Linked DNA regions of Mus musculus: region 2 is linked to region 1. Evidence: chromatin contacts called from public Hi-C data. All regions are on one chromosome and are shown on one strand. Each heading gives the region's core, a stretch centred on a gene start, on an enhancer-like site or on the middle of the called end of the contact. The rest is flanking DNA. Distances are from core to core; before and after follow the strand shown.

What was found. Hi-C and Micro-C count contacts between places; a contact is called where the count stands out from the background.
Region 2: a contact with region 1 is called in a Hi-C map of adipose-derived mesenchymal stem cells, with 1.8 times the contacts expected there. The contact joins two enhancer-like sites. A contact is called at or near these places in 1 of 15 datasets of contacts at CTCF or cohesin (the NIH/3T3 cell line), 1 of 484 Hi-C or Micro-C datasets (adipose-derived mesenchymal stem cells) and 2 of 115 datasets of contacts at active chromatin or transcription factors (embryonic hindbrain and vascular smooth muscle cells).

Annotation. Positions count from the first base shown.
Region 1 is chr9:41,254,613-41,261,084 of GRCm38.p6, reverse strand. No RefSeq gene overlaps it. Among named protein-coding and RNA genes, the nearest start is that of 1700063D05Rik, 52 kb to the right of the region's middle. Within about 2 kb of position 3,669, at least 11 of the 459 cell types and tissues checked have an H3K27ac peak or open chromatin away from gene starts, as enhancers often do. A contact at or near this core is called in adipose-derived mesenchymal stem cells, where this site is marked.
Region 2 is chr9:41,325,316-41,331,340 of GRCm38.p6, reverse strand. No RefSeq gene overlaps it. Among named protein-coding and RNA genes, the nearest start is that of Gm25401, 11 kb to the left of the region's middle. Within about 2 kb of position 4,295, at least 122 of the 459 cell types and tissues checked have an H3K27ac peak or open chromatin away from gene starts, as enhancers often do. A contact at or near this core is called in adipose-derived mesenchymal stem cells, where this site is marked.

The DNA of each region.
Region 1 (6,472 bases), core at 2,420-4,919:
ACAACTTAAAAGCATTTCCTATCCCCCAGAGATATTTGTAGGAAGACAGTCACATCTTTGAGATGCCTTCACAGTTCTCCATATCCTTTGCCTAGCAAATGATCCTGGATGCTTCATCTTTTGCATGTGCTCATATTTTTCCTCTAAATATGGAGGAAGTTCTTTGGGGATAAGATTCATACTGAGATTTTGAGTACTTGCAAGATAAATATGGGCATATTTCACGAGGTGAATCATTTGTATGTTTCATTCCATTTAGAAATGGCTATGGAGTCAACTGTATGTGTTCAGGAATGCTTGGTTCACTGCTACACCTCCAAACCACCTCCCTAGAGAGTTCTTGTGCCTGTGCCTTGGGGATGGAATATGAGGTGCTTTGGGGATGGAATATGAGGTTGCATTTTATCGTCATTCAGAGACATACAGTTTGGATCTGAGATGCCCACTGTGAAAATATGGTCCTCCTCCAGACTGATGGTGGGAAACTTAAGAGGTGGGACCTAGCAGTAGAAAACTACTGGGGATGTACCCCTAGTGATAGCATGTAGATACACTACTAGAGATGTTCTCCAGAGGGCATTCTGGTCCACCATTCTCGTTCTCTTCACTTGCCTTGAGATAGATAGACTTTCTCTCTCCTGTGCTCTGCAGGGATATCTGTCTCATCTAGCCTAGAATCCACAGATCCAGCTGACCATGGGCAGGAATCTCTAAACCATGAACCAAAATAACCCTTTGCTCCTTTCAAATTGATTATCTCAAGCATTTTGTCATGGTAATGGGAAGTTGGCTAACATAGGACCACAACTAAACTGAGAGTTGCAAGCTAGGAGCCCTGTTTCTAATTCTATTAGCTAGCTGTGTGTCCTTGAATCCATCCCTTTAACCTCCTCTGTTCATTCTGTAAAAATGAAAATTTAGGGAAAGATTACTTCTGAAGTCTCTTTTGATTCTAAAATTGTATTGGTATTGTATTGGTATTGGTATTGTAAAGGTGTCTCACTTTATTTCATGGACTTCACAATACTCTACCCCAACAAGCATCAAACTTGGGCAAAGATGTGTATGCATTTATTGAATACCTGCTATATCTTAATTAAACTTTGCCACGATTACAGAATAAGCTCTCGATGTACAGGCTCCATGAGTTTGAGTAACTGTCAAAATTCCCACAGCTATTAATCTGAAGTTCAGAATGTCAAAGAGAAGCAAGGCATGATGGTACACATCCGTAATTCTTGTGCTTTAGATGTCGAAGAAAAATGTTGATAAGTTTGAAGCTCACCTGGGCTACAGAGAGACCTGGCCTCAAATAAAGCAAAAACAATATAAACAGCAACAAATGTCTAAAAGAATTAATTCCAAAGCCAACTCTTTATATCTAGCGTCTAAGTAGCTCAATGTAAATCTGTTTTCAATTTTTTTAACTTATAAACAAATGACTACATCAGATACATTGGCCAACAACCAATATCTACATGCACTCATAGCATTTATAATATCCTTCCTATAATTTGTATCATTAGAATTATGATATCTTACATTTAGATGAGCCATTACACTTCACCTAGAGGATCTCCTGACTCTTAAGGGGAAAGATCATTATTATGACCACCATAAAAGAGAAGCAACCAAGTCTTAAGGAAGATACATACTAGTCCCTCAACTTCTAAGGTGTTAGCGATCTCAGAATACTGATGGAAAAGCGATTTTTTTAAATTATGCAGACCCAAAGTCAAATATGAGTTTACCTTGTTGCTGTTTGAATTACCTAACTTTTTTGGGGTACTTTTATTTTCAATTGTCTTATTTTTCTAGAGACAGAAAGAACAGCCGCAACGGCAGGAAAGGGCTTTAAAGCAGCAAATGGGCCTGTGCTGTGCTGGTCATTGTGGTTCGTGGGCTTTACGGCTAAATAGGAATATTAATTGCTTTCCTCCCTTGGAAGTTCTTTCAGCCCTTTCAGATGCTAGGAAAGCCAGTCCTCAAGTTGGAAGCTTCCAGACCAGTTCCAGCCCTTTAAATCATTTGTCCAACGTGTGGTGACTTCTGCAAGTTCCTGGAGGCAACCAAGAGCGATAGTCTTTATTGTTTGGGAGTCATACCCAAGTATATGCCAATAGCACTTAAATCTTGGTAGTAACAAACAGCCACCTAACCAGACATAAATACCTCTTAATAGGTGGGAATTTGTGTCTGGTACTATAAACATAGCCAACTACCTGAGGCTGGTAAAGTCATGGACCCCAGAGAAGAACCTAGCTCCTCTGCTTTCCGAAATCAGTATAATTCCCCAATCAGTATAATTCCCCACTGCATTCTAAATACCTGTCCTTATAGGTCACAGATGAGAGCACATTTTACCCCTTCACTCCCCCATCAAAGAAGCTCCTTTCTGTAGCAGATGGAGACTATTGCACATCCCACAATTCCTCAATATGCCAATTTCCCCCTGCAGCTGTTAACATCTACAGTACAGTTTCTATACCTAAGGCTCATGGAGCATCATGGAAGAGGGAGCAAAAGGTTGTAAAAGCCAGGGGATCAGGATATCTGCTACCAAAGAGTGTCTTCTATACATGACAGGGAAGTTGAAATATTAATGATAGTTGATTTAAGCAAGACCTGAATGATGACAATACCGGTTGACATGCCAGTGTGAACCAGGGAAATCTCACAAGGCTCCACCCCTAGATAAAGAGCTATAAGTGATTGATGGCTGGTGAGAGGAAAAGAATCAGTGTTTTCCAACAATGAACCCCCTGACAGGTTATCAAATCTCAAGTGATGAGCACTAAACACATATGCATATCAGAAACACTAAATGTATGCAGCTGGCTGTGTTTACATATACACATACATATATTGGAGTTGGAGGAGGGAGAGTATAAGGTAGAAATGACACAAATAAACTCACGTATGAAGTTCTCAAAAATAGTAATAATAATAGCTTTAGAAGATCACATGGAAATGCTATTCTACCACTTATCATTAGATCATATTATGACGCCCAGGCAACCACGTAAGTGAATGAGAGATAGCTTATTCCAGAGGAGGAAAGAGTGAGCATGGCTCAGGAATAGAGATTCAGGTTGCTTCAAAACACCACATTCCAGTGTTAGGACCATTTTGACAAGTTTATATAGTAATAAAATAAAGAAAATCATGAGTCAGGACACTTTTAAGATACATTATAGGAAACATCATGTAGGTAGATTACAGCCAAGTATGGAAATCTCCATAATAGGCTACAGATGGCAACTGATAACAACACTCTTAGCATCTCCAACCTTATCAACTGTTACGAAGATTATGTAAGAGCATATAAATACGAGGGATTTCGCATTTTATCTAACATGGCGTGGGGGTTATTACACTGTGGTTGAACACCAACATCTAACTCTGAATATCTCTTTTTTAGCTCATGACCTCTTGGCACTTCCACCTATCTTCTTTAGGTAAGATTTAGGCTATAGCATTATCCAATTGATAGCTATCTCCAGTTGTGTAATAGCACACCAAAGGAGATAGTTAAGAATTGGACTCCAAAAAAAGACCTCTGAGTTATCTTCCTGGAATGGCAAGAACCAGTTCACTGTGAGTCATTCAGACAATCTTTCCCTATCCCCAAATGAGTTACTGTCATAGCTGCAAGCACCTCCACCCGTTGTCTCCACCCATAATTGTGAATCAGGGTTTCCATCCAGATAACCAGCTTATGAGAATGCAGAACCCAGGAGCCTGGCCTCATTAGCACCACATGAGAGACAGTTGGTTTCCTGATCCTAGATCTCTATCTATGTCCATTCATATTCACCAAGTTTACCTTTTGATTATAAATGAATGAAAGCTCTATACACCTCAATAAAAAAGTTAAACTTTGTTTTTGTTATGTTCCAGAATAGAATCTGGGAAAGAGTTAGAGAATAAGCATGCCATGTGTGTGTGTGTGTGTGTGTGAGAGAGAGAGAGAGAGAGAGGGGGGGGGGAGAGAGAGATTCGCTTTTAAAATACCTGGAGTTTCAACACGGGAGTGTTTATATAGTAACTTGCATTGGTTTCAGGCATGCTGGCAGCAGATCAAATCCCCAGCCAAGTGTTACAGCCGTAATTTTATTTTGATTTTAATTAGTATCAATTAAGACTAAAAAAATAGACAGTGTGGACGAACAATGTGTGGTTGGCTCTAACAAGTAAATTAGATACTTTGCAGGAAAGAGAAAGAGAAAACCAAGGGGACGCTGCTTTCTTTTCTAATCCCTTGATCCTCCCCATAGCTGCTGCTCTGGGCAACTCGAGATTCTGGGATAGTGCCTGTGTTAATTCTCAGGGATTCACATCTGTGGTGGGAAATTAAAGGTAGGAAATATGTACACCTCAGACTGCCTTCCAACATACTAATGGGCTTACATTGTCTTGCACTGAGTCCCTGAATCATGTATGAATTCCTCTTTTTCACTTCACGTCTGCAACACTCACAGTATAGGACTCACTGAGATGTTCTGTCTGCTTTTTTTTTCTTCATTCTGTCACCTAACCCCAGGTAACCTTGTGGATAAGAAACTCTGTAATGAAAGGCATCTGGCAGTGTCCTGATAAATGTTAACAGATTTTTTAAATATTTTTATTTAGATGAGTAGGTGGAGATAGATAGATAGATAAATAGATAGATAGATAGATAGATAGATAGATAGATAGATAGATAGATAGATAGATAGATAGATGATGGATAGATAGATGATAGATAGATAGATAGATAGATAGATAGATAGATAGATAGATAGATAGATAGATAGATAGATAGATAGATAAGAGAATGATAAGGTAGATGATATAAAATAAGTATCTAGCAAAATGTTACTGACATATTTGGGCTATAGTATAGTGAACTATTTACAAATAATGATATAATACTACCAATACTATGTAAGTCTATTGTTTCATACAATATAAATATAACACTCTTTATCATAAGGTTTGTGTAGAAGCCGGTTCTTAGCATGAGTTCATTCATAGATTTCTGCCAAACTCTCGTCCTCATGTCTACAGTGAGAGCACACCAGCTCCAAGCACCCATCCCTGCACAGCCCTTCTGGTGTATAAACCTGCATCCACCCTGAGCCATATGTGTGGTTATCCCTGTAGGCTGTTAAGCCTGTGCACACAGTATGACAATGATATGGAAAATAACTTACCTACAGCTTACTGCAGACAGTACTCGAGCTGCAGGTCTGAGCTGCTTGGCCACAGCATAACCCCCTGCATGCAAGCCTCCCCGTGAGCCTGGCGTGCTACCTTGTGGCCCAGAATAGCTAGTTTCTAACCACCAATGAGATTGCTTCTGAAGACGGATTTGGGGAGACTTGAGCAATATCTACATTACAGTGTAGAAGCAACTTCAAGCATATGGGGAATATTGAAATGTAGTAAAATAAACAGAAGAGGACACTGGATGGACAATTATTACTTGTGTGTCTGGGTGTGTGCATGTGTGTGCACGTGCATATGCACGTGTGTACACATGCACTTGCATGTATGACACCTATGGAAGTCGGAAGGCAACCTGTGGGACTCAGTTCTCTCTTTCCATCATGTGAGTTCTAGGGGTCAAACTCAGTTCACCAGACTCGGTAGCACGTTCCTTCTGAGCCAACGTACCAGTCCTATCATTTTTGTTTTAATATAATTTGTAACACTGTGAGTATACACAATCTAAGTTGTAAGAATGGCCACATTTAGTAACTGATGGGCAAACTTCCTAAACCTTAACAGACATGGTGGCTCTTGGGGGCCTTTGTGAGTCAACCTCGGCACATCGCTAAATCCATCTAAGCAATCTGATTCTTTTTTCTTTTTCTTCTTTTATTAACTAATTATTTTATTTATATACATCCCAAATGCTGATCCCTCATGGTACCCCCTCAAAGAAGTCTTTCCCCAATTCCCTCCCCTTTGCCTCTGAGAGAGTCTCCTCCCCCATTATCTCTCCATGCTGGGTCATCAAGCCTCTATAATAGTAAGAATGATCATAGTGAGACCTGAACCTGAAGTTCAGGGAGAGTCCAGAGACTGAAGGAGCCAGCCTATCCCTTCACAAGTTGTGCTAGGCTCATGCCTTTAACCCCAGTACTCTCGAGGCAGATCTCTGAATTCTGTGTCAATAAGGTCTACATAGAGAGTTCTGGGTCAGCCAAGGCTACATATACACTGAAGCTCTGTCTCAAAAAAATAAAATGGAAGCCAGATCTCTTATGCTCACCCAGTGCCTCCCTCACTTGAACCCTGGGCAGTTGGCTTCCCATAGGTATTGCATTCAAGCCTCCACACTTCACACACTATCAGAAGCAGTGTCCAGATCAAAGCAGAGAAGAACAGATAAACTTGGAATGAGGATGGACTATGCCACTGGCTTCTCAGACTTGGTCTCTGTAACTTTGAGCAATCGTAGTGCAAAGTCCTTGTTGCTAGGGTT
Region 2 (6,025 bases), core at 3,046-5,545, 70 kb before region 1:
GCATAAATCTAGCCAGCAGTTTTGGATGGTTTAACTTTGAAAGGTCTTACTAAAGCTTCACAAAATCCACCCACACTCCCTCCTTCCTGTCCCCTTCCCCCTCAGTGGCCCTCCACTCCTGTACAAACTTGTCTAAAGGCTGTGGAAAGCCTCTGAAAGAGAACTCTCTGTTAAAAGATAAAGACGTTAAGAACTGAATGCAGACATCTGGGACTTCCATCAGCCTGCTCAGACCTGTATCGCCTACATTCATGTAGGTAGTCCAAGTACGTCTATGCTGCATTGGTTCGACTGGAGGGTGTGTGATCCAAGCAGAGTGGCCCTTTCCTGACATTGGGCACCCTTACAGTTATCAGTATAGAAAATACTCCATTAGGAACAACCGATTTGCTTTGGAAGTGGACCCTTGATCTTTCCATCTCTAAGAGGATCTTTCTATTGCACCACTACACTCACTAAAGCCCAGGAGCTCTGGAGTGCAGGGGTGTTGTGGCTCTCCAGTCAACAATGGCCAGGGGTGCCGAAGAGAAACTTGGTCTTGACACAACTGCATGCTGCTTGTTTTCAGTCCCCCTCAAATCTATGAAGCCATCTTAAGTGTGGACCCGCCATCCATCCATACCTTCCCATTCAAGAAACCCTCTCATGAACATACGAACCATAGAAAAGATAGCTAGATTTGGCTCACCAGTACTGCTAAGTCTGTATACATCTGCACAGGCAACCTTCTCACATCCTTTCTCTGGAGTGAACTTGTTCTAGCCAGCTCATTTTATCATTAACACAGTTTGTACTGTCAACAAATTTCCCTCAAGGGCTATCCATCCACTGCTGGTGACCCACCACAGCCACCCTGGTGTGGACAATGAGAATAACTGGTGCTTACTTTATTACTTACTTTATTATGTTGTCACTAAGTAACAACACCAACCTCCCAAGAGTTTAGGGTTTGTTCCAAGTTATAGCTTCATCTCAGTCACCTCTTAGTTTCCTCATTTATATCTGAGCACAGACAGATGCCAAGAACCCTGGCAATGCCCAGGGGTTTGCATAGAACATCATTCAGCAGGATTTGGGGGTTCAACAAAGAGAATCCAAATCCAGCTCCTCAACCTCTTCATAGAACCATGAGTGAAAGTGGTTTTCTCATTTGTAAAGGAACTGACATGCTATAAAGGTTCTAGCTCTGCTGCGCTTCTGAACTTGGGGACATGGAACTTATGAGTTCCCATGCAGTCTGTCCAACCTGAAGCAGGAAAATCATTCAGACCTACACCCTTTGATGTCACCATAGGCCCAACCTAGTTTGGTTTTGTGTTTTTATCTTCTCAACCCATTACTGGAAACCTATCTATGTCAGTGGATGATGCTGAAGTAAAATAGGGAGAAATGTGAGTTACCTGTAAAGCCCCATAAACCCTCTCAGGCTTATGATAATGTGATACCAGGGGGTTCAGTCTAAGAAGTGTGCCATGAGATAAGGAAACTGAGTCCACAGTGCAGACACAGATTATGCTACTACCAAGCAGCTGCAACTTAGACCTAAAGGATCTAAACTTACATTAACTTAGACATTGTTTGATGCAAATCACTTATTCCTATAAAATCTACCATGCCTTCCTTCCCAAGAGTCCAGTGGATGGAGATGTGGGTTAAACTTAGAATCCACACTCAGCACACTAGGAATAAAGAAACTAGGACATCAATGATATATAGTTTTTAAAATGAATGCAAGACTCAGACTCCTCTCCCCCACTTACACTTGTTATAATCTAAATTTTACCCAGATATGACGACCAGGAGGCCCATCTCTGCTCCATTGCATAGCCTTTGATTATTTTTGTACCTCTAAGAGTTTTGGTGCTATTCTTCAAAACATTGGTTATGACGAGGGAAGGAAGCTGAAGGCAGTAGTGTAAGTAATGGCAAAAGAGTCAGAAGAAAGTTCCAAAATATTGATCACATGTCAGTACAATAAGAAAGGTTCCTGACCCAGACCAACAACCCCACTCATACAAATCTTTCCAAGAAGCAAGGTCTCAGAATCCAGGCTACAGAGGCACATACACACTCACACACACTCTTCCACACTTACACATATACTTATAAACTCACCCATGTACACACAGAATGTATTCACTCACACTCATACACACATGTGCACATGTACACCTCCACATGCAAGCACCCCCATACATGGACACACTCATCCATGCATACACATTCATGCACATAAACACACACACATATGCACACACTCACCTTCAGGAAGACCTGTGTTTTTTCACCCCAGAAAGTGTCTGCGCCTTCAATCAAACCACTCAAGAAAGGTGCCATAAGTTAGAGGGAAGCAAAGGAGCCTGAAGGACCCTCACTGTTGCCTTAGAGAATGGTCTTCATCAAACAAAGCCCATCCATCCATGAAGACCGACCTTAACTTGGAGAAACAGAAAGGCAGATGCAGCTTTCAAAGAGCTCCAGGACTAGATCCAAGAGCAGAAGTCCTCTCTGGAGCACTGGATGGGGGCATAAGTCCCAGCCAGGGTGGATCTGCCTCTCCCTCCTGATCTCCCCTGAGGTCCTGTGACTCACAGCTCTCCACACCTGCTGCCCCTTAAGAGCAGATAGACATAAGTTAAGAGAACAAGGTCAGCTCACAGGCCATGCATTCTTTGACCACACGCCCCGCCTCTCTCAGGCCTTCCTGGGAGCAGAGGGTAATTAGGAGCTGGTGCTGCCGTATTTGACCCTATGAAAATGCAAGAGCTTTCATTTACGTGCCCTGAATAGATGGCACGTCTGACTTACATATTGGTAGCCTGTGATGTACTGGATGCCAGCAAATATTTAATCCCAGACAAATCAATAATACTTAACTTGCCCTTTTGCTTTGAAAAGGAAAAAAAAATTCCCCTTTGCTCTAAAGATTTGTGCATAATATTGCAAAATAGCTCAGGACACAGTCTCCCTTCAAGCCGTGTAGTTTCCTAAGCCCAGCCCTCAGATATTTTTAAAGGAACTGTCTTTGCACACTTGCTTGCTCTGCTGAGTGTGACATCATCATCACCTGATGTTACAGAACAATGCTTTAAAGTTGGATCCACTTTCTCAAAAAAAAAAAAAAAAAGAAAGAAAGAAAAAAAAAGATTTAAAGGTGCAAACCTCAGTAAATCAGTGAGTTCACAGCACATGATATTTTTCTTGGCTTGCATCTAGTTCCCATGAGGATCTTGATTTAAATTGTTCATTACAAACTGTCTCTGCCTTCTGCTGGTTATCTCCCTCCAAAACTACACTTTATCACTACACATACTCTTAAAAAGATACAGTCGTTCCTGAGAAGCAGAGAGTTGAATATTTTTTTAAAAAGACATTTTTTTGCACATTAAACAGGAAAAAAGCTCTTCTCTCTCTCTCTCTCTCTCTCTCTCTCTCTCTCTCTCTCTCTCTCTCTCTCTCTCCCCCTCCCCCCCATCCCCAAGGGTTCTCAATTCAGCCTCCAAACCTACCAAAAGTTTCAGAAACAATGACAGAAATAAGCTAACTCCCTTCTATCTTTGGCAGCACAAAAGCTAACTTCATGAAAGCCACCCTTGCCAAGAATTAATGCCATGCAAACCACATCCACATTTGACTGTGACTGCTACATCGGTTCACCACAATATTTACTTGAAAAACATATAATTTGCAGTAGAGAAGAAAGAGAAAGAAGAAAGAGAAAACTCCTGTACCAAAAAAAAAAAGTTTCTTTCAAATGCAAATTAATCCAAAGATATATCTTTCCCTGTTTTTGGAAAATCACTCTAGCATAAGAAAACCATAGTTCGCGTGGGAAAAAAAATATTGGTATATGAACACCCACCAGTTGAAAAGACAATTAAATTGCTGTCAGTTCCCTGAACTACTAAGAAAAGACGACTCCTGACTCTGGAAGCCTTGAGAGTACTTGATTAGCTTCTACTGACCTAAGAAGTCTTCTGGTCCCAGGTAGCCAACAACATTCTTTTCTTCTCCAGTGAGATGCTGGTGTGAACATCAGAGGGCATTGTATTACTGAACTGATCAGAAAATAACATTGTTACTGATCTTCTGAGAGAGAGAGAGAGAGAGAGAGAGAGAGAGAGAGAGAGAGAGAGAGAGAGAGAGGCAAAGCACAATGTAATGGAGCATTCTTCCTGGTAGGGAAAAAAAAAAGTAAAGGCAGCCCTGCTGGACTGAGTTCAAACATAGCTGACAGACTCCGGGAGAATTTACACTGAGCATGCTTGCCTGCGCGGCTTGCATGAGACACTCTTAATGAATATTACTTCCTTCCCACTGGCTAGCCCTGGAAGTCCACACCCTCCCCTCTTTCAGAAGTCAGGAACTTAGCATCAGCCAAAGCCCAGAAAACAGACTTCCAGGGAGGCCTTGTCTCCCTGATCCATAAACTTTCAGGTTATGACCTGCGGGTCAGCATGACAAATAGAACATGGGGTGAGTTTTCTCTGCCCTTGATTATGTTCCCGGCTTTGTGCCTGCCTGTCCGAAATGGCAGCTACCCCAGAGAGAAGAAAAACAGACGGCTGGCTTTTTCTCTAAAGAAAGAGCTGTCCCAAATGCCTGGATAAAGGCCTTTCTCCAGCCAGCTCTGGGAGCCAGGTCAGAAGGAAGGTTTTTCTTGTGACTTAAAATTCATTGCAATTATTTTTAACTTCTGGCTACAATGAACTAAAATGCCTACCAGTTTTGAAAGCTTACCTGTCACCTCTCTCTAAAATGCTGTGTAACTAAATCTAATCTAAGAATACGCTTAGAATCCATTTTAGCCTGATGTGTCTAACATGCGCATTGCATCCGTGGGCATTCAGCCGACACTGTAAGGCAGGTATTTCTTATTGTTGTGGTTGTTGCTGCTGCGGCTGCCACTGTTGCTTTCCATACAATATTTTCCCTTTCCCTAAGACAGAAAGTCTAAAAATTTAAAAATAGGCTATTTTTCTGACGGTCTTGGAAGACAAGATTGTTACTCAGGGAAGAGGGGACGTGGGGAGGGAAGCCTCAGACAGCATTCACAACAAAAACAGAGGGCACTTTCCTTTTTGAGGAATGATATTGAAATCTATTTTATTATCCACCTGATATTTTCAGATTCCCGTTTATAAGTGCCAAATGACAGTTATATAACATTAAATACTCATTTAAATGACAGTGCTTACTTATCCAGCAAGCTCCAGCAAAGCACACACAGAGTTTTGTTTGAAAAACAATGACATTAGAGTTTAAAAGGGCAAAAGAAACTACGCTTACAAAGAAACATTATCCTCGCAAGCCTCTGAGACAAAGCTTGCCTGGCCAGCATTGATCCATGATTGACAAAAGGTATCTGTCTAAACCTGACAAGAAAGCCAGCTTCTCCTAGGGCCTGTAGCCATGACACAGCCATGCTGTGCTTCTGGTTGGTCCTGTTGTCTGAGGCTGTTGTTACACAAACATCTCCTTGCCTCCTGCTCTTGAACAAATTCAGTCACTCACACGTGCCTCCTTTTCTGTAATTCTGAGAATTTTGGGAGTGTTCAGACATGGGACTTGTTTTGTTTGTTTTCATGCTTTCTCTAAGGGAAGAAAAAAGCTGAGCCCCCCTCCCCAACACACATACACACTGCAAGGTGTTTATATGTACGAGAAAGAGAGCAAATGGATTTCTCAGATGTTAGATTAAGCCAGAGAAAAAGAGAGTTTGGAATGGCTGAACCATCCTCATGGCAAGACATCGTAGAGGTCAGAGAGGACCCATGGCACAGCAAAAAGGGCAGGGACCCTCAGCCTGTAGTAGTGTCTTAGCCTACAACGTCTCCACCCCCCTTCACCAGGGCCCATGTTTGTGTCTCTCTCTCCATAACATAGTGTGACCTCTGGATCTAGTTTCCTGTTCTAGGCAACACGAAGACCTGAGTGAGGTTGGCCATGCTTTTCTTCAGTCAAAAACATCAGAGACATGTTAGGAAATAGTCGTGAAGGCATGGCTGGGATACACCCTAGAAGC